Regions from separate parts of the Sus scrofa genome. Here region 1 is linked to region 2. Evidence: chromatin contacts called from public Hi-C data. All regions are on one chromosome and are shown on one strand. The core of a region is the stretch at or near the end of the contact, and the rest is flanking DNA. Distances in the headings are between cores, read along the strand shown.

Region 1 (2,962 bases), core at 334-2,833, 33 kb after region 2:
GGGAACGGAGCGCTTAAGCTCTGAGGTTGTTGAACACCCATTTAGTTGTCTGGCAAGTCAGAGAATTGGTTGCTGGTATTAGAAAATGCTCCACAGGGAGTTCCCATTGTGGCTCCAAGGGTTATGAACCCAACTGGTATCCATGAGGATGTGGGTTCGATCCCTGGCCTTGCTTAGTGGGTTAAGGATCTGGGGTTGCTGTGAGCTGTGGTGTAGGTTGCAGATGTGGCTCAGATTTGGTGTTGCTGTGGCTGTGGCTAGGGGTTGAATCAGAGCCACAGCCACCACAAAGCCAGATCCAAGCCACATCTGTGACCTACACTGCAGCTGGCGGCAACGCTGGATCCTTAATCCACTGAGTGAGGTGGGGGATTGAACCCGCACCCTAACGGACACTATGTCGGGTTCATAACCTTCTGAGCCACAACGGGAACTCCTGGCCAAGTTGAATCTTGACTCCTGTAGTCAAAGGCTGTATTCTCAACCACCTTTTCCCCACTAGACATCCAGTCGGCTGGCAGCCTCTCTGCCCCCACAGCAGCTCAACCCCCTGGTCGAGGGTGTGGCTGGCTCAGCTGAGTCAGGAGAAGATGGGATGCTGGCTGTTCTCAGAGTGTTCCTGAAATAGAACTCTTGGGCCAGGGCTTATCTCACATTCTGATTGTAACCAGGGCAACATACCTCCTCTTCCCGCAAACTCCAGAAAGGCGTTGCCCTGTTGCCGACTCCAACCTCACCCCAGGATCCCCGGCCCAGGCTTGAGAGGCCCCGGGATTGCCTGGGATGTTCTGGGATCCTGGGGGGCATAACACTGGCCTCAGACTTAGGTTCCAGTCTTGCTCTTCTACTCACTAGATAAGGATCTGTGGCAAGTCGCTTAACCTCCCTGAGACTCAGTCTTCTCATCCGTCAAGTGGGATCGTGACAGTCCTTACTCAGTGGAGTGAGTAACCAGTGGATACGCTGGGTCAAGTGTTGAGCACCTTGTCTGGCACGTTGGGCTCTGTAAGTCAGAGCTCCATCACTCACAAGAATCCCTCGGGCCTGGTACGAGGCAGGTGGTCCTTGAGGAGGCATTTTAGTCAGAGACTCACTTGCTGACCCACACACCCGCCATGCTAAAATGTGCTCACACCCAGCTTATGTACATGGTTCTGACTCACTCTCGTGCTGCACACCCAACCACACCGTCTCCTGGACACCCTCTCCTTCTCTTCTTTGTCCCCTGAAGAGCTCATCGCCAGCCTGGCCACCCCAGTAAAGAGAGGGGCTTTACTGGGCAAGGAGAGCTCCCTCCTCTCTGCTTCCTGCAGGTGATGAACAGAGGGAGCCTGGGGACTGGGCTGGGGCTCCTTGTAGGTCAGGTTCTAGAATGTTCCCCAACGAGGGCCCCCCTCTGCCTGTCTCTGGTTTTTCTGTCCCAGGCCGAACCAAGAGTAAGACTCAGAGCCCTTACTGAGCTTCCTCCCTTGGGCTGGGAGCACTGGGCCTTCTACGTGGGAAAGGGCTGTGTGTAAGGCTGGTGCTCTGTGGGCGTACCAGGGTTGAGGCGGAGAGTGTCCACAGTTGCACAATCATGTGCTTGTTCTCACTTCAGCGCCTGGCACGGGCACTCGACAGCATTTGCTGAATGTCTTATGCTCTCCCTGCAGGGTACGGACCAGGCTAGTCTTCGTGAGCAGTGAGGGGAGAGACTGTTGACCTTTATTCCACTGGAGAGTGGGGTTCAGTTCCAGCCAACCCACTGTACTGGGGAGGCGTCCCTTCATGGGTCCAACCTCCCATGTATTCATTGGCCTGAAAGGACACAGGAGGGTGAGAGGCCGCGCCTTCCTTCAAACAGTTTACAGCTGGCTGCACAACGTGAGGAAAGGAGTGTGCGCCCCCCAACTAGACAGAATCAGTTTGGAATCTTTTTTTTTTTTTTTTTTTGCTTTTGTCTTTTTAGGGCCGAACCTGCGGCATATGGAGGTTCCCAGGCGAGGGGTCAAATTCAAGGTGCAGCTGTCGGCCTATACCACAGCTCACGGCAACGCTGGATCCTTAACCCACTGAGCGAGGCCAGGGATCCAACCTGCATCCACATGGATGCAAGTTGGGTTTGTTAACTACTGAGCCACGATGGGAACTCCCAGTTTGGAATCTTGAGTCTTCTCCTTACTGACCGTGTGACTTGCACAGGTGACCTGACCTTGCTAAGTTTGGCTCCACCCTCTGCAGAGGAGGTAAGAACCTACCTCCCGGGGGTGGAGGGATGGATTGAGGTAGTATGTGGGGGAGGCCCTGGTGCATGGCTTGGCCAGGTGCTGAACCAGGCCCCCTTTCCTTCTGGAGCATCATGGCATTGAAGAAAATGCCCAAGGAGTTCCCGTTGTGGCTCAGCGGGTTAACAACCTGACTAGTATCCATGAGGATGCGGGTTTGATCCCTGGCCTTGCTCAGTGAGTGAAGGATCCGGTATTACTGCAACCTGTGGTATAGGTTGTGGATGCAGCTTGGATATGCTGTGGCTGTGTCGTAAGCTTCAGCTGAAGCTTCCATTTGACACATAGCCCAGGAACTTCCATGTGCTACAGGTGTGGCTGTAAAAAAAAAATATAAAAAAAAGAAAGAAAAAAATAAAGAAAATGTCCAAACCCTGGAAACCACTCAATAGCAGGGAACTGCCAAATAAGAGAGATAACTTGCATGTGATGGCATGTTATATAACCATTACAACAGCTGTTCCGCAGGTGTGTGTTACACATGTATGCATGTTTGTGTGTGTATTCAAATTCAGTTAAAAATTAGGCTTATGGAGGAATAATTGACAAATAGTCAAATTTACTCTTTTTAGTATAAAGTCCTATGACTTGGCGTTCTTGTCATGGCGCAGCGGAAACGAATCCGACTAGGAACTGTGAGGTTGTGGGTTCGATCCCTGGCCTTGCTCAGGGGGTTAAGGATCCAGCGTTGCCGTGAG
Region 2 (2,917 bases), core at 79-2,578:
CAGATAGTAATTTGTTCAATATGCACATTTTGTTGGGTGAGTAGAAATGCACATAAAGCTCTGGTATTTATTTATATCGCCTCTGACTCTCCTTGCCAGGAATCTGGTGAGTAATGTGTGATGTTGATGAGCATGGGTCACTCCTGTTAACAACGGCTCAGGTGTCTTGAGTGAGGACTTACCCCAGGCCAGACATCAGCTCCCATGGTAGGGGCCTCCTTTCATCTGCTACTCTCCCTTTGGGGAGTGTATTTTTATATATTATCTCATGTGGCGTTCAATATTATCACCATTCCGTTTTACAGATGAACAGGAGCTCCCATTGTGGCTCAGGCGGCTTAAGAACCGGATACAGTGTCCACGAAGATTTGGGTTCAATCCCTGGCCTTGATCAGTGGGTTAAGGATCCGGCTTTGTCACAAGCTCCAGCATAGGTCACAGATGTGACTTGGATCCAGTGTCGCTGTGGCTGCAGCTCTGACTTGATCCCTAGCCTGGGACCTTCCCTATGCTGCAGGTGTGGCCTTAGAAAGACAAACAGATGAACCAACTGAGGCTCAGAGAGGGAAGGGTGCCCTGGACCCAGCAGCTTGCAAGTGACAGGGCCAGGATTTGGCCCACGGTCCCGATTCCTAGCTGGGTGCTGACAGGAAGTGGCAAGACTATAGAGATGAACAGGAGCTGCTTCTACTCTTGGGGAGTCACAGCCCAGTGCAGAGGAAAGGCCTGCGATGGGTCATTCATTCATTCATGAAATGCTTACTGTGTGCTGGGTTTGTGCCAGGGTTGGGGGATATCTGAAGGCTTAAGACTCGGTACTTTCTGTTTAGGCCCTTGCCTTTAAATAGCTTTAAAATGTAATATACAGAAGTCCCCGGGGATACCTTCAAAGCACCCTCCGCCCCCGCAGATGCCAAAACCGCGGGTAGGACGGAACCCTGCGGTAATCCCCCGCTTATCTGCGATTTCCTCTCCTGGTTTGTTATCCAACAGACCCCAGAAAAAACCTCCACATAACTTGGTTTTAAACCACAGTGTACGCGGCTAGAGTGGAGGAGATATTTGATTACAGTCCAGTGCGATGCGTATACCCTCTCTTGAATGCCGCGCGCGCCGCAGCGCGTGTGTAGAAGAGGCGAGGACGAGGTGGCCCTGAGCAGGGTCCCGGGGGCGCCTCCAGGCATGGAAGGCTGTGGGGAGACGGTCCGGGGGAACAGGAGGCATCCTGGCCTGACTGCCCCAGAAGCCGGAGCAGGCGGTCCCTGTCGCCGGGGCAGGGAGCTCATCGCGGCTGTAATTAGTCACACTGGGAGGAGCCGGGTGACCTCACGCTGGCCTGGACTCTGCGGCCATTTAACCGGTTTCCTTTTGCCGGGGAGGCCGCGCTGCTTCTCAAGTCCGCGAGGTGGGTGGAGGGCTGCATTCACGCATGTAAGGAAGGGTGAGACGCCTGGGGTGGCTCCCCGGGTGCCCGGGACTGTGTGGGGGATGGAGAAGTTGGGTGCGCCGCGAGTAAACAAGTTAGGGAGCAGCTGCGAGCAGCGGCCTCCCGGTACCCGCCCACCCGGACGGAGGGCGGGACGCGCCGGTCGCCCCACTGACTTTCTGGGACGCGGCGCACCTAGACAGGCGACACCGATCGCGCTCTCGACCCCTGCGCCGCCAGCCTCTCCTGCATCAGGTGAACCTCCCTGCCCCCTAAAAACGATTCATCCCTTCACGGCCAAGTGCAAGGGCAGGGAGAGGGCCCAGAAGGACTCAGCAGGGAGTGAGGCGGTTGTTCTCGGAGACCAACCGCGCAGGGTCTCCCTGCCAAAAGCCACAGTTCCCTGGGGTCTTGGAGGCGCTGTGTCCTCTTAATGACATAATGATTCCCTGCTCCCCTTGCCACAGGCATTTCTGCAGCTGATACAGTCAACTCCAGCCTGAAATAGAGGGCTCACATCGCCTGAGAAGATGCGCGCCCTGATTGTAAGTTTGGGGAAGGAGTGGGCGAGGGATGGGGGCCGTGTTTCTGTGGCGACTCATTGTCCCAAAGCCCGAGTCATCACTTCAGAGAGAGGGTCCTTGCGGATATGGGGCCACACCTCTGCTGGCCGCTGGGTATCAGGTGTCAGATGCGGGTCAGTGAGCGAATACTTGGGTGGGCAGGTTTGGAGGCCGGAAACAAGCCCCCAGAAAGGCAGGACCTATAGGAGCAGGGAAGCAGCAAGGGGAGACTTGCTCCACCAAGGTCCTGTGCTGCCTTCCTGAGTCAGATCAGAACCCCTGGACAGGGCCCCAGGGCTGCACCTGCTGCCCTGGCACCTGGGTCTGACCAGGCAGCCTTTTCTGGTCTCAGTGGATGCACCTCATGACTCACCCTGCCAGCAATTTCCAAACTCTCACTTTTCCTATTTCTAACCTGTGCTGGGATTCAGAAATCACAAAGGGGCTTAGCTGGTGCTTCCTTTCAACCTAGCAGGACCCGGATGCAGAGAGGTTCTGAGACTGACTTTTGAAGTAGACTGCCCTGGTAAATTGCCCTGGCATGGTGTTCTTGTGGCACCTGGATCAAGTTTCAAATCCACTCTGTTCTCCACAGGGAGAATGATATGACTGCACACTTAGGTAGTACTTGGACTTCCCGTGTGGCTCACAACATACATACTCACGAAGTACTCAGAACAGTACTTTGCAGGCATAGGTGCTCGGCTGTAATCCATTGGGATTATGATTATGATTTAATTCACGCAAAGGGCTTTCACACAGTGCCTGGCATTAGGGTGTGCCTGGCATTAGGGTGTGCCTGGCATATTTAATGCCTGGGGCAGTCATTTAAAAACATCCCTCTCCTTTGTCTAAAATGTTTGGCAATTATCATGAAATGAAGAGTATTAATGGCCAGGAAAGAAATACAGTAACGTTTCTTCTACTG

Evidence for each region. Hi-C and Micro-C count contacts between places; a contact is called where the count stands out from the background.
Region 1: a Hi-C map of alveolar macrophages shows a contact between it and region 2, with 2.4 times the contacts expected there. The contact joins the enhancer-like site here to the promoter of PLA2G16 in region 2. A contact is called at or near these places in 16 of 47 Hi-C or Micro-C datasets (adipose tissue, alveolar macrophages, blood and 8 more) and 2 of 2 datasets of contacts at active chromatin or transcription factors (alveolar macrophages and skeletal muscle).

What each region holds. Positions count from the first base shown.
Region 1 is chr2:8,444,763-8,447,724 of Sscrofa11.1, forward strand. No RefSeq gene overlaps it. Among named protein-coding and RNA genes, the nearest start is that of LGALS12, 29 kb to the right of the region's middle. Within about 2 kb of position 1,584, at least 16 of the 83 cell types and tissues checked have an H3K27ac peak or open chromatin away from gene starts, as enhancers often do. A contact at or near this core is called in adipose tissue, alveolar macrophages, mesenteric adipose tissue and 2 more, where this site is marked.
Region 2 is chr2:8,412,063-8,414,979 of Sscrofa11.1, forward strand. PLA2G16 (phospholipase A2 group XVI) reads left to right here and starts at 1,329. Exons shown (of 5, transcript NM_001244514.1): 1 at 1,329-1,405; 2 at 1,894-1,971. The coding sequence starts at 1,957.